5 separate regions of the Mus musculus genome follow, and all the other regions are linked to region 5. Evidence: chromatin contacts called from public HiChIP or PLAC-seq and promoter capture Hi-C data. All regions are on one chromosome and are shown on one strand. Each heading gives the region's core, a stretch centred on a gene start, on an enhancer-like site or on the middle of the called end of the contact. The rest is flanking DNA. Distances are from core to core; before and after follow the strand shown. Region 1 has its middle 23 kb from the start of Taok1. Region 2 holds the start of Mrm3 (mitochondrial rRNA methyltransferase 3). Region 3 holds the start of Sez6 (seizure related gene 6). Region 4 overlaps Myo18a (myosin XVIIIA). Region 5 holds the start of Nsrp1 (nuclear speckle regulatory protein 1).

Region 1 (2,700 bases), core at 59-2,558, 550 kb after region 5:
CAGGACAGCCAGGGCTACACAGAGAAACCCTGTCTCATAAAAACAAAAACAAACAAACAAAAAACCAACCAACCAACCAAACAAACAAACAAAGCTATGGAAAGCTGGGCAGTGGTGGCGCAGCCTTACTAAGATATAGACTAGATAGGAACTACAGATGAATACACTGTCACAGAGTGGGATGGTTCTCTGGCTTCTGATTGGCTGGCCCCAACGCCCAGCTTTTCCACTATCTTACTTCCGGAGCAGAGAGTAAAAGGATAAAATTAGGAGGGAAGACCAAGGACAAATGGGGAAGAGTCTTGTATGCCATTCTCATTAGCTCAGGTTTTACTCTGGAGCCTTTAAGAAGTTAATGGAAATGTATGAGCCAGAAATATCTTGGACAGATAGATATATTTGTTAGCAAATTCAAGTCTTACTCCTCTTTAACACTTAGAATTCCTCCAGGGCTATTTAGCCTGTTTGGGAGAGTGACACTGCCCAAGTCTTCTTTTCATATTCTGCCCTCTAGTGGTAAGAAGGAAAACAGTTATTTCAGTAACCACCACTGGGAAAGGATTTTGTTTGCTGCTTTGTCTTTTTTAAAAATTGAGGTAAAGGGGCTGCAGAGATGCTCAGCAGTTCCCAGCACCTAAATGGTCGTTCACAACCATCTGGAGCTCCAGTCTAGATACCTTCTTCTGATCTCAGGAAAGAGATGATGCCTGCTTTCCTCACACTCAACTTACCAATCAGCTATTTTTACATTTATTTACTTATTTACTTATTTATTTAGTGTGTGTGTGTGTGTGTGTGTGTGTGTGTGTGTGTGTGTGTGTGTGTGTGTGTGTGTGTAGGTCATATGACAACGTGGAAGAGTTGGTTCTCTTTCCATCATGTGGTCCTAGGGATCAGGCTTGGAGGCAAGTACCAGCAGAACCATCTTCCTAACACTGTTTGTTTGTTTGTTTGAGACACTGTTTCTCGTTTAGTCAAAGCTGACCTCCAAAGCCATATGTATCCAAGGCTAACCCTGAACTCCCTATCCTTCTGCCTCTCTGCCTCCTAGGTAAGGGGATAACTGACCTAAGTCACCTCGCGCAACTGTACACCAACTGATTTGCTCTGAATGTCAGTAACTCCTGTTTCTCTCAGAAAGACTCTCAGCTGAGACCTCACATTCGTTTCAGGATCTCCCGCAGCTCCTGAACATACACTCACCACCTGGTTTCTCACACTCACCCCCACTCCCACCTCACCGCACTCCACCATACCTCCCCTCCCCACCTTCACTGTCTTGGCTGCTTTTCCATTCACGGACTAGGCAGATTTTTCTCAACCGGCGGCCATGAGCAGTCAGCAAAGGATGGGTCTGCTGCCACCAGGTGGTACTGTAGTGAAGTGCACATTTTTCTTGGAACCATTTCCTCTCAGAAAGTTCTTACAACTTGGTGGTTTTAGTGGCTGACACCTGCCTTTCTACATCTGAGTTGTAAAAGGATAGTGCTCTCCTAGGCTCAAATCTAAAGAATGAATTTGGAGAAATAGAAATCAAGAGTGGAGTCTAAACCGGGCGTGGTGGTGCACGCCTTTAATCCCAGCACTCAGGAGGCAGAGGCAGGCGAATTTCTGAGTTCGAGGCCAGCCTGGTCTACAGAGTGAGTTCCAGGACAGCCAAGGCTACACAGAGAAACCCTGTCTCGAAAAACAAAAAACAACAACAACACCAAAACAAAACAAAACACAACAAAGAGTCAGTCTGGATAGATGGCTCAGAGGTAAAGAACGCTTTCTGCTTTTGCGGAGGACCTGGGTTTTGTTCCGAGTAAGTACCTGGTCCCACAACCAGCTGTTACTCTAGTTGCAGAACACTGAATTCTTTCTTCTGACCTCCGAAGACAGCAGGCATACATCTTTTTATACACTCATGAAGTAAAAATAAATAAAAATCTTTAAACTTTTCACATAATCGCAGGAGCTGCCCCCTCCCAGACACAGATGCACAGCGAATTCTTCATTACTGACATTGCACGGGTATGAGCAACATGCTCACAGCAGCTTCAAGAAGGGCAGGCCTGCCAAAGCATTTTCCCTGTTTCATTTGAAAAGAATTCTCTTCCCCATACCTTTACCCTCAGTCCTTTGTCCAAAGTCCCTGTGTCTCTAAGACAGAACTATGCTGATGGTAGAAGTAGAACAATCCACTCATGTCAGAGCTGGCAAGACGGCTCAGGGGTAAAGAGCCATGTAAGTTGACTGCCTTAGCTGGATCCCTGGAACCCATAGCAGACAAACAGAAATGACTCCTAAAAGTCCTCTGGCCTTCACCTGCAAACTGAGGCATGTGCTTGTACCACAAAAATGCTAATAATAAGTAGAATAAATTTAAAGAAGGAAATGTTGACTGGGAAAAAAATCAGGATCTCTCCTCAAAAACCCCAGTTGTTGGGGCTGGAGAGATGGCTCAGAGGTTAAGAGCACTGACTGCTCTTCCAAAGGTCCTGAGTTCAAATCCCAGCAACCACATGGTAGCCCACGACCATCCTTAATGAGATCTGACCCTCTCTTCTGGTGTGTCTGTAGACAGCTACAGTGTACTTATATATAATAATAAATAAATCTTCGGGCCAGAGCGAGCAGAGGTCCTGAGTTCAATTCTAGCAAATACATGATGGCTTACAACCATTTGTATAGCTACAGTGTACTCATATACATAAA
Region 2 (2,700 bases), core at 162-2,661, 830 kb before region 5:
GTGAGTCAGTTACCACCTAAAAGGTAACATGTTTAATCTTAACAACAATCTTTTGATCAATGAAGAAATAGAATAATGACATGTAGTATCACTAAACTCTGACTGGTAGGTATAAATCTAATATTTCCTACATCATGTGCTCTAATTGGGAACAAATGCCAGAGTCATTTAGTCTATACCTAACCTTACCATGGTACCTTCAAACACCAGGAGTGTGTGTGTGTGTGTGTGTGTGTGTCTATCTGCCTGCCTGCCACAGGTCAGATTCCCTGGGAGTTGTAGTTACAGATGGTTGTGAGCCATCCAACACCTGGAACCCATCTTACACCCTCTGGAAGAAGAGCAATCATTCTTAAAAGTTGAGCCATGTCTCCAGCCCCTACACAGCAGATATTTTTATGACTAACCTGTGTTGACTGATTTGTGCAACTTCCTTTACAGTCCTTACCTCCTGTACCATCTCTACACCCAGCTAGACTTGGACTGCTACAAGTCTGTTAAAAATAAATAAATAAATTCTGCACTGGTGTGCTCCTACCTCCCTGGCTTACCAAAGAGCTCAATAAACCTTTCCGCTACACTTTCAGCTAAGTGACCCCCTTAGAATCACAGCTTCTCAGACTGTTTCCAGGTACTAGGAAGGCGACTTGATTCTGACCTCATACTTACATCTGGGCTGTTTAGAACAGAGCCACAGATCATGAGCACCTACGAAAGAGACCGTTCAAACTTGCTCGGACAGGGCTTGTTCGCGGAATCCGATGGCGGAGTGCTTGTTTAGCATGCGCAAAGCCATGGGTCCCCCTCCCAGAGCCTAAATTTCAAATCCGCAGCTCTGATGGAAGCCGAAATTTGCTGATCACACCCAAACCTTTCAAACCAGGAGACCGCTCTGTCGTGAACTGGAAGGGGCTTTTTAAAATAACGTTTTGCCTATCAACGCTCCTTCACTATAGACAGCAGGCTCCCCAAGCCAGGAGTGTAAAAAATATTTGAGAAGGGCTGTAGGTGAACGTGCGTAGACAACACAGCTGGTAGGTGAGTCCCCTTTCAAAGGCTTCCCAACCCGAAAGAGGGGGGCTCGCAAAAGCTGAAAACACCGGCGTGGCAACGCGGAGTCTAGGGCCTGGCGGCTGGGGTGGCCGCGCGCCCACGGCGTCTTCCCTCCCCTGGTGCGGCCCGGCCGCCCATCGGGGTCTCGCGCTAGCCCCGCTCGGTCCCGGTCTGCACCTGCATCCCCAGGACATCTCGAAAGAAATGCACTGTCTGGAAGCGGTTCTTCACTTTGAAAACGAAGTGCAGAGCTCGACGAGTGGCCATGGCTCCCAACACGAAAACCGAGTTCCAGGCAGAGGGACACCCCGCCCACCAAACCGGGAAGGATCGTCGGGTGACGTCACTAACACTCGACCGCGCGCTCGGGTGAGGTAGCGCGCGCCAGGGGAAAGATGGCAGCGCCGGCGAAGGGCATGTGGTGCTCCCTGGGATCATTGCTGCGGGTGGTCCAGACTCGGGACCTCAACGCTCGGCGCTGGGTCCGGGCGCTGCGGCGTAGCCCGGTGAGAGTGTTGTCTCCCTCGGGACAGGTGGAGGAACGGAAGCGCGCTCCTGACCAGCAGCCTCGCAAGGCGGTCCCTAAGGCCAGTTCCCAGGGACAGCGACAGAAACAGCCTCTTGAGACATCCCCATCCCAGACCCCTCACACCTGGGAAGAGGCAGGGCTTCGCTACGATAAGGCCTTTCCCGGGGACAGGAGGCTAAGGTGATATGTTTTTGAGACTTGTCATCTGCTCCCGTTTCTTTTCTTGCTTCACTGTGAAGCTTCTGGCTCTTACTGTTTCGACGGTGCAAAATAAATGTCGTCTTTTGAGGCTTGTGCGTGTCTGTTAGAACTTCATGTATCCCTCCATGCCAAGAGCGTTGATAATCATCCCCTCTCTGTTTGCACCCACAGCAGTGTGATGACAATAGTTAAGTCCAGGCCTTTTCGGGAAAAGCAAGGGAAGATCCTACTGGAAGGTCGCAGGCTGATTGCAGATGCTCTCAAGGCTGGAGCTGTGCCCAAAGCGTTCTTTTTTAGCCGTCTGGAGTACGTCAAGGAGTTGCCGGTAGACAAGCTGAAAGACGTCAGCCTCATTAAGGTGAAATTTGAGGACATCAAGGATTGGTCAGACCTAGTAACGCCACAAGGAATAATGGGTCAGTGATATACAGTGTGCCAATATCTGGGATTTCTATTTCATACAAGTGTAGTATCCTAGACTTTCTTGTTCATACTTGTCTTAAGGTAACGAATTTTATTTAAATCAAGTTTAAATTTTTATTGACTAACGTCTAAAAAGAAATAGGACTTCTCAGGCCTCTATGTTTTGATGGTATTTTACTGGCAACTGAACCAATTTCTCATTCATACTTAATTGTGGGGCTTTTGCTTGTTTTTGACAATTGTAGTTCAGGCAGGCTTCACATTCTGTATGTAGCTATGGATAGCTTCGACCCCTGACATTCCTGTTTGCACCTCCTTCCTGCTGAGGAGGCATGAAAAAAAAAAAAAAAGCCCAGTTGTTGTTTGTTTGTTTGTTTTATGGAATGTTAAAAACATTTTATGAGCCAGGAGTAATGCAAGCCTTTAAAATTCCAGAATTTGGAAGGCAGAGGCAGGCAGATTTCTGAGTTTGAGGTCAGCCTGGTCTACAAAGT
Region 3 (2,700 bases), core at 76-2,575, 850 kb after region 5:
AGCAAGATGGCTCCCCAGAGCCCACAAAAGGATCTACAGAGCATCAAAGGAGCAAAGCTGGAAGACTGTAAGGACCGAAAGACTCTCCTAGGAATGAAACTTAGGGCAGAAGTCACTTGCTTCCAGGATGAGATGGGGGAAGTGCTGTGGACAAATTGTTGGGGTTTGACCCACGTTCACATGGAAAGAACTCAACATTAAGCTGCCCTTTGAGGGCCTCCTTCTTCCTCTACAGATATTAACATCAGCCACGTGGTTGTGTCCTGTTGAGTCCACTGAAATTCAGTAACAAGCCTAACCATGTCCCTTGGGTCTGAATAATAGCCTCTAGTTCTGCACAGCTATGGCTAGCCTGTTATTGGCCCATGGCTTACTGGGGTTCCTCAGGTCACAAAGTCATGGGATCTTATTTTTCTGTGCTATTGACTATTCCAACTACTCTGGGGTTACTGCCCCTTCTTCAAGTTTTCCTCCATCTGAAACAATCAGCTACACCTGGTGGGTTGAAGGTGTAGCTCAGTGGTAGAGCCCCTCCCTATCTATCAAGTATGGAATCATGTGCCAGGTCCTGGTAAAAAAAAAAATGAAAATTTAAAACTAAAACAGTCATAAAGACCCCTGATATTCATGCTTATCCCATTTTCTTCGTCAGTTCCAAGACCGAAGCTGGTATTGGCATAAAAGATCTGTGTTCCTGTGGCTATTCTTGTTCTACAGAGGAAATAGAGGAAGCAAGGTCTGGAACCCCATGGCTACATGGGGACCCAGGGTGCTGCCTTCAGCACCCCACAGCTTGACCCAGGTTGCCCCCTACCAAGTGGAGAATGTCTCCCCAGGACACAAGTGCCACTGGCTTTTAACTATAATATCAGGATAATTAAGCTTTTCTGTGAGCACAGTTTGCTGCTGATGCAGCTGCCTGGAGCCCTGGCATTTATTGAGCGCAAAGTAATAATTTATTGTCCTTTGTACGTTCAAAAGCCGTCTTCATTATCGGCCCAGGATGGAGCTGCCACAAGGGCAGGCGGGCCTCACCAGCTGCCTCACTGATGTGCATCTTTCCAGATCACCCTTGTAGCTGTCAGGTACCAAGGTGGGGTGGAGAGAGAGGTGAGGAGGGGGTGTTCTCTTTAATGGAGAATCCGATTAGAACCTGACACCTTGGTAAGCTACAAACCCGGGAGAGGGTGGCAAGCTTGGCTGGGCGTGGGCAGCTCGGGAAGGCGGGGGCTGTGTGCCACATTAGCAGGGCAGTCCTTTCCCCAGGGCTCGAAAGCCTGTTCTCTTGCCGCTGGGTCTTCTGCGCCTTTGCTTGAGACTTTACGGTAAGCCGCTCCTCCTGCGCCCCCGCCCCCAGCCCCGCGCGGCGATCCCGGGCGCCGACGCCAGGCGCTGGCCGTGGTGCTGATTCTGTCAGGCGCTGGCGGCGGCGGCGGCGGCCCCGCTGCTCTCCCCGGGACCGGCTCTGCCCCCCGCGCCCACGCCTCTCCCAGTCCCCAGTTCCCCTACCGCGGCCCCGACCCGGGGCGCGGCCGCAAGCAGCACCATGCGCCCAGCAGCCCTGCTGCTCCTGCCCTCGCTGCTGGCGCTCCTGGCTCACGGTAAGGGACCCGGGCGTCCGGCCACAGGACGGGGGCGGGCGCGGACTCCCAGGGGTAGGAAAGCAAGACCATCCCGGCGCCTTGCTCCGTGCGTCCTGTTGTTCCTCCCAAGCACCACGTCCCGCCGGCTGCGCTGTCCCCGGCGCCGACCCAGCCGGGCGGGGCGCGGGCTCTACGGGCGGGAAGCCGCCGCGGCTCCCGCCATTCGCGCCCGGCCGAGACCTCGCCTTTAATCATCTCCCCGGATCTAATGGGATTTCTCTGCTGCAATTCATCACGCCACCCCCTCCCCGCACACACGCGCTCTCCCGCGCGCTCCCTCGCTCCACTCCAGGCGTCTAGGGGCGCCCGGGCGCGTTGCGGGGGGGGCGGCAGGTCGCGGGTGCAGAGTCCGGACAGCCCAGCTACCAGCCCGCCGTTCTGCCTACCCCGCTGGTCTCCAAACTTCGCTCGACTTTGCCGCTTATTCTGGGTCCCTCGTATCCTCACTGCAGAGGAACTGGGTCGGGTGGTGGCCGGACCCGGGACTGGGACATCTCTCACCTACCTCTGCCTTGACGCTGTCAAGTCAGGATTGGAACCTAGAACACAATTCTGGGGAAACATATCCGGGGACCCTGAGAGCCCACTGCCCAGCCCCTCGCTCTTCTCTGGGTTGCAGCAACTGAGGTCCTGGGACTGGCTGCCCTCCCTGAAATTCTTTTCTTGCACACAGACACACACATGCACACACGCACATGCACGGAGCGCTGCTTCTCTTCGGCTCTGCCTTCCTGCCGGGTTCTATCGACCTCGGAGCCGCAGACTAGTTAGCGGAACTCACCGTTTGTCCCAGCCCCGGACGCCGAGTCAAGTCCTAACTTCATTGATCTCGGTCAAGAAACGCTTGGCCTCGGAGTTAGCACCAAGGGAGTTTGGAGGAAAGATGAATGGGAAGCAGGAAGGGTCTGAAGCAAGTGGTCTCGGGAGTCTTCAAATGCTTAGGTCATTCTCCGCTTTTACTAATCGCCTGCTGGGGTCCGCGAAACTGCACTTTTGACTTGGGACTCAAAGTCCCTCGCCATATGGTTATGGTTCCTAGCGTCTGCTGTCAAGGAGG
Region 4 (2,700 bases), core at 76-2,575, 720 kb after region 5:
CCCAGTGGGTTTGGCGGGCTCTGCACGTGGGGGTGGGGGCGGAGACCAGGTAGGCAAAGCAGAAACCTCTTCCTGCTTCTGTGGGGACTGGGCTGGCTTTGTTGTTACTTCAAAGGGTTCTAGAAACAGGCCCAGGAAGGTCCTCAAGAAGTGAGCACACAGATCTTCAAATACAGGATCTGTGTGCCCCCCTACCCCCCGCCTCTGTTTAGGGGAACCTGAGAGTGCCTGAAGGAGCCTCTCTGCCTTTAAGAATGAGGATGCCAGCTTTCACACCCTGGAAGACCTTCCTTGGGCTTTATTAAATCAGTGTGGCCAGCCCTTAAGCTGGTTTTCCTTTATTCTTCTGTGGAAATAGAGAAAAGCGGTCGTTTATATGAAAAGAACACAGTGCTTCATTGTGCTTGTTCTCGAATGTCAGCCAGACAGGATGGGATGTGAATATAGTGAATGCGGTGTAATTAGTAGACTCAGACCCAAGTCTCCCTGAGATTTGAGGCAGAGCCTGGTGAAACCGTCAAGACAGGTCCTGGGCTTTGGGCCTTGTGGAAAATTGGAAAGGCAGAGGCAGTTTGGAAATCCCCAGAGCCAGAGGAAATCCCCAGGGACTGAGAATCCCCAAAGAGAAACGGTACCCCCGGAGCCACCAATCAGGTAGTCTTTCTATGTATCCAGGATCTGACGGTTTAGTTTTTGGGGGTAGACACCTGTTCTTGTAGAGCAGAAAAAAATGGTGCGCTCGTACACAGGGTTCTGAGCAAACCTTTGGATGTGTAAAACTGCAGTCTGGTGGAATGGAGGGCCGGAGTGGCCGATCCTTGAGTCTTTGGGACAGAGATCTGTGACTGCCCTCCCTATGCCCACTGACTCCACTTACTGCTTGTCTGAGGCCGCTCGCCACTATAAAACTCAAGACGTGGCTTAAATCTTTGAACTATAAACTCAGGTATTCATTCATTCACTTTTCCATCAGTAAACACTTAGTAAACATCTACGTGTTGGTGCTATTTCAGGTACAAAGGATAAGTTAGTAATGAAAAAAAATATAGGCGCCCAGCGCATTTTTGCACCTCCATTGCCATCTCTCTCCTGGGTAAAGTGAGAGGCCATCTTGCTGCTGCAGCCCCCCTGAAGCCTCAGCTCCCCAGGACGCTTTCTGGGGGCGGGTCCACCAGAGGTGAAATCTGCAGCCTTGGCTGTGCCAGCAGGTCCATGAGAAGGGGAAGGCTGCCCTCTGCCGGAAAATCTGGGGACACTGCAGGGCGGAGTGGCTCTTGAGTTCCTAGCGCATGCGCTGAACCTGGCTCCACCCATGCGCTGGCGGCTAGGCGGAACAGGAAGTGCAGTGATAGTCAGGTCTGAGGCCGATTTGGCCACTACGGCTGCCCGTGTGTGGACTTTTCGGACAGTACAGGTTTCCACTTACCAGCCCTCACCCTCTTGAGGTCATCTCTCGGCTTCTTTAAGGAGTTTGGCTGCTTCCCTTTCAGTATCTCTTGATCACTTAGTGTCATTAAAATATGGAGACACCCCTGCTAAAGCGTTTTCTGTAAATGCTGTGTTTAAAGCTGCTGTTGAGGAACCTCAGCCGTCCTCTGATGGGGTGCACCTGTCACGATTGGTGGCTGGCGCTCCCCTACCCAGGAAGCAGAAGTTCTGTGGTCTCTCCCAAGTCCTTAGGGCTGAGTGCTTGAAACAGGGCTCCCTAAACTTCCCTAAACAACAAGTTCCATTTGTTTTATTAGGTACTGTAAATTAGTAATACAAACATGTCGTTGGTACTCATTTATGAAAAGAGTGTCAGTAGATTCTTTTTGTAACTATTTTTATTTTATGTGCATTGGTATTTTACTTGCATGTATGTCTGTGTGAGGGCACCAGATCCCATGGAACTGGAGTTAAAGATGGTTGTGAACTACCATGTGGATGCTGAGAATTGAACCTGGGTCCTCTGGAGGAGCAGTCAGCGTTCCTAACTGCTGAGCCGTGTTGCAACCCTATAGACTCTTTCACATTTACTTACTGTTATTTGTATGTGTGTGTTAAGCATGAACATGCTACAGCACACATGAATGAGAGTTTGTGGATTCGCTTCTCTCCGTCTTGTGGATTCTGGGATCAAACTCAGATTGTCCAACGTGGTGGCAAGTACCTTTACCCACTGAGCCATCTCAGCCTGATGGACTGAGCACACACACACACACACACACAAATGCTATTTATTTGTTTAAAGACAGGGACTCACTGTGTATCTCTGCCTGGTCTGGAACTCACTCTGTAGACCAGACCGGCCTGGAACCTGCCTCTGCCTCCTGAGTGCAGGAACTAAAGTCGTGGGCCAACATGCCCAACTAAACGTGTGTGTGTGTGTGTGTGTGTGTGTGTGTGTGTGTGTGTGTGTGTGGTGTATGCACATATATATGTATATACATATATATTTATTTACAAGATCTTCAGGAGGAACGAGGGACAGCTGGAGCAGGGGAACATGCTCTCCTTAAAGTTTTAAGGAGAACCTCAGTTTTAGTGTTTCCACCCTATGTATTTTCTGATAAACCTACTATGTGTAATAACAGCACTTGTGGGCTGGTGAGATGGCTCAGTGGGTAAGAGCACCCGACTGCTCTTCCGAAGGTCCAGAGTTCAAATCCCAGCAACCACATGGTGGCTCACAGCCATCCATAATGAGATCTGACTCCC
Region 5 (2,700 bases), core at 44-2,543:
ACCCACGTAGAGATTCGGGCAAGTCCCCATTCACTTATTTGGCTCAATTGCTTTTGTCTGCGAGCAAGTCACCATGGGGGCAAGTTCCCATCCGTCCACTGGGCTCGTTTGCTTTGCTTCAGCGCCTCTGAAAACCATCACCACATTTTTTTTGTAACTAGATATTTTCTTTATTTACATTTCAAATGCTATCCCAAAAGTTCCCTATACCCCCCCCCCCGCCCACCCACTCCCACTTCTTGGCCCTGGTGTTCCCCTGTACTGGGGCATATAAAGTTTGCACAACCAATGGGCCTCTCTTCCCAATGATGGCCGACTAGGCTATCTTCTGCTACATATGCAGCTAGAGACACGAGCTCCAGTGGGGTACTGGTTAGTTCATATTGTTGTTCCACCTATAGGGTTGCAGACCCCTTCAGCTCCTTGGGTACTTTCTCTAGCGCCTCCATTGGGGGCCCTGTGGTCCATCCTATAGGTGACTGTGAGCATCCACTTCTGTATTTGCCAGGCACTGGCATAGCCTCACTCAAGACAGCTATATCAGGGTCCTTTCAGCAAAATCTTGCTGGCACATGCAATAGTGCCTGGGTTTGGCCATCACCAGATTTAATACGTTTCGTTTCTCGAGGTTTTGGCTTTAAAATGCAAAGGCCACGGGACATGCTTGGCACTGCAAGGTTTACACGCCCAAGAATAAATTTCCAGGCAGGTAAACCGTATCTGTGTCTTTCCCGGCAGCGAAGACCAGTTTCCTATATGCCTACTCTTTTCTGTGGCTTCTCAGCACCACACTCGTAACCCCAGGAGGGAGGGCGGGAGGCTGGTCTTGCCTGAGCATCTGCCAGGGAGAACGAGGCCCTCAAAGGCAACCAGGAGTTTCTCTTCTCGGTGCCCCTGAGCGCATCCAACCGGGAGAAACTCAAGCGCGGGGTAGGAAGCAAGACTGAGGGGCCTCAGACCGAGCTTTTGGAAAATAGAAAAGTCTCGCTCTCTGCCCCTCAGCCTAACTTCCTTTATTTCCTCACAAGTTTCTCAAACTTCGGGCTTGCAACCTGGAAAAATGTACCGGACGGGGGGTGGGGAACCTAAGTGGCTCGGAATTCCTCGCCTTCTCCCGCCTTTAACCGGGGCGGGGGTGGCCCTGCACTTCCGGCGACCTCAGACGCCTCGGCCTAAAGACTCAGTCTCCCTGGCTTCTTACTCCCCAGCCGGACCCTAACTTCCCCATCACTCACTGCCTGCCCGGGATCGCCATCTTGTTCCCGTCTCCGCTGGACCTGGTCGACGCGGACGTGACGAGACGCTGACGCCGACGTGTATACGCGCACTTCCGGTTCCGGTACTCGCTTAGCCGCTGAGCCTACCGCTGTGTCTTGCTTAGGATGCGGCTCGGCTCAGAGTCTTAAAGTCAGGGCGGGGAGGCGATGACCAAGTTCTAGTCCAGAGAGAGGCTCGTGGACCGCGCTCCGGGGACGAGCCTCGTCACTGGAGATAGTGTTAGAGTCACGTCCAACCGCGACGCCTGCTGAATCCGGACCGAGTCGGAGTGGGCCCCAATTATCTGAATTTAATGAGTTTCAAAACGGCTCCCTACACATCTATTGCTTTGTTTTGCTGCTCAGTGTAGCTGGCTCTGAGTGACTAAAAAAACCGAAAAGCCATAGAACCTCAATGTGAACTGATTATTTTATTTAAATAAAGCCTTTCTATATAATATAACCCTGACTGTCCTAGAACTCAAGATCTTGCTGCCTCAGCTTTCGGAATGCTGGAAATGCAGGCACCCTCGCCGAGAACTGATATTAGCAGTGCAGTTGTTTGAGACCATCTTGCTCTATAGTCCAGAATATCCTTTTGCCTCAGCCTTCTAAATGACAGTAACTCATCACAAGTGTGCCACCCCATTTTAAAAGACAAAACCTGGCTACATTTCATCTGTGCATCCACCATTTAGAACTAGTGTTGGCAGCCAGGGCTATACAGAGAAACCCTGTCTCGAAAAACCAAAAAAATAAAAATAAAAATTTTTTTTAAAAAGCCGGGCGTGGTGGCGCATGCCTTTAATCCCAGCACTTGGGAGGCAGAGGCAGGCAGATTTCTGAGTTCGAGGCCAGCCTGGTCTAAAAATGAGTTCCAGGATAGCCAGGGCTACACAGAAAAACCCTGTCTCAAAAAACAAAAACAACAACAAAAAAATTAGAACTAGTGTTGGTGTCTGGGAATTACCGTACAAACCACTCAGACACCAATCTCAGTCTAATAGAGATTAAATATCACACCCCAAGACTGAAAAATCAGGTCCACAGACCAAACTCAGGAGCTGACTGTGGCATTGAGTTAAGATCCTATAGGGCTTTTAAGCCTAAAATCCACAAACATCTGTGCCAAGTTACTCCACCAATCAGGATTTAGAGTTAGGCAATTTCATCAGAAGCATTTTTTTTTTTTGTACACTTATCCTGTTCTCATTAGTTGAGGTATTCAACTGTGGCAGAGGACTTGCCTAACATTCATGTCTTAACTTGCCAACCAGGACATCAGTTATCCATGTACATGCCTCTTTCTACCAAGTAGGATGTCAATTCCCTGGGATGTCTTAGGTAGGAACTTTATTCAACCCCTGCTCAAAATGGAAGTTTTATTCCAAATGGCTTCTTATGTTGGGGTCCATCCCAGGAGCAGCTTATAAAAGTAAAAACC

The links. Promoter capture Hi-C pulls out the DNA fragments that hold promoters and counts their contacts. HiChIP or PLAC-seq counts read pairs in DNA pulled down with a chosen protein or histone mark.
Region 1: an H3K4me3 HiChIP or PLAC-seq map of stem cell-derived neural progenitor cells shows a contact between it and region 5, with 3 times the contacts expected there. The contact joins the enhancer-like site here to the promoter of Nsrp1 in region 5. A contact is called at or near these places in 6 of 39 promoter capture datasets (the 3T3-L1 cell line, the C10 cell line, embryonic stem cells and 3 more), 1 of 484 Hi-C or Micro-C datasets (natural killer cells), 11 of 115 datasets of contacts at active chromatin or transcription factors (bone marrow-derived macrophages, cardiomyocytes, embryonic basal ganglia and 6 more) and 1 of 9 other capture datasets (adipose tissue).
Region 2: a contact with region 5 is called in an H3K4me3 HiChIP or PLAC-seq map of bone marrow-derived macrophages, with 7 times the contacts expected there. The contact joins the promoter of Mrm3 here to the promoter of Nsrp1 in region 5.
Region 3: a contact with region 5 is called in a promoter capture Hi-C map of embryonic stem cells, with 2.7 times the contacts expected there. The contact joins the promoter of Sez6 here to the promoter of Nsrp1 in region 5. A contact is called at or near these places in 2 of 39 promoter capture datasets (embryonic stem cells and pre-B cells).
Region 4: an H3K27ac HiChIP or PLAC-seq map of T-cell acute lymphoblastic leukemia shows a contact between it and region 5, with 10 times the contacts expected there. The contact joins the enhancer-like site here to the promoter of Nsrp1 in region 5. A contact is called at or near these places in 3 of 39 promoter capture datasets (3T3-L1-derived adipocytes, hippocampal neurons and pre-B cells), 1 of 484 Hi-C or Micro-C datasets (embryonic stem cells), 3 of 115 datasets of contacts at active chromatin or transcription factors (T-cell acute lymphoblastic leukemia, embryonic limb bud and large pre-B cells) and 1 of 9 other capture datasets (macrophages).

Annotation. Positions count from the first base shown.
Region 1 is chr11:77,629,218-77,631,917 of GRCm38.p6, forward strand. No RefSeq gene overlaps it. Among named protein-coding and RNA genes, the nearest start is that of Taok1, 23 kb to the left of the region's middle. Within about 2 kb of position 1,309, at least 137 of the 459 cell types and tissues checked have an H3K27ac peak or open chromatin away from gene starts, as enhancers often do. A contact at or near this core is called in adipose tissue, bone marrow-derived macrophages, hippocampal neurons and 4 more, where this site is marked.
Region 2 is chr11:76,242,325-76,245,024 of GRCm38.p6, forward strand. It overlaps Mrm3 (mitochondrial rRNA methyltransferase 3), which reads left to right and starts at 1,412. Exons shown (of 4, transcript NM_183263.5): 1 at 1,412-1,762; 2 at 1,955-2,199. The coding sequence starts at 1,449. Glod4 (glyoxalase domain containing 4) reads right to left here and starts at 1,375. Exons shown (of 9, transcript NM_026029.3): 1 at 1,231-1,375. The coding sequence starts at 1,320.
Region 3 is chr11:77,929,514-77,932,213 of GRCm38.p6, forward strand. Sez6 (seizure related gene 6) reads left to right here and starts at 1,326. Exons shown (of 17, transcript NM_021286.4): 1 at 1,326-1,601. The coding sequence starts at 1,547.
Region 4 is chr11:77,792,121-77,794,820 of GRCm38.p6, forward strand. The region is part of intron 1 of Myo18a (myosin XVIIIA); the gene reads left to right. Among named protein-coding and RNA genes, the nearest start is that of Gm10277, 4.8 kb to the left of the region's middle. Within about 2 kb of position 1,326, at least 277 of the 459 cell types and tissues checked have an H3K27ac peak or open chromatin away from gene starts, as enhancers often do. A contact at or near this core is called in T-cell acute lymphoblastic leukemia, macrophages and pre-B cells, where this site is marked.
Region 5 is chr11:77,077,144-77,079,843 of GRCm38.p6, forward strand. Nsrp1 (nuclear speckle regulatory protein 1) reads right to left here and starts at 1,294. Exons shown (of 7, transcript NM_001012309.2): 1 at 1,236-1,294. The coding sequence starts at 1,255. It overlaps Mir423 (microRNA 423), which reads right to left and starts at 1,029; the gene lies at 921-1,029.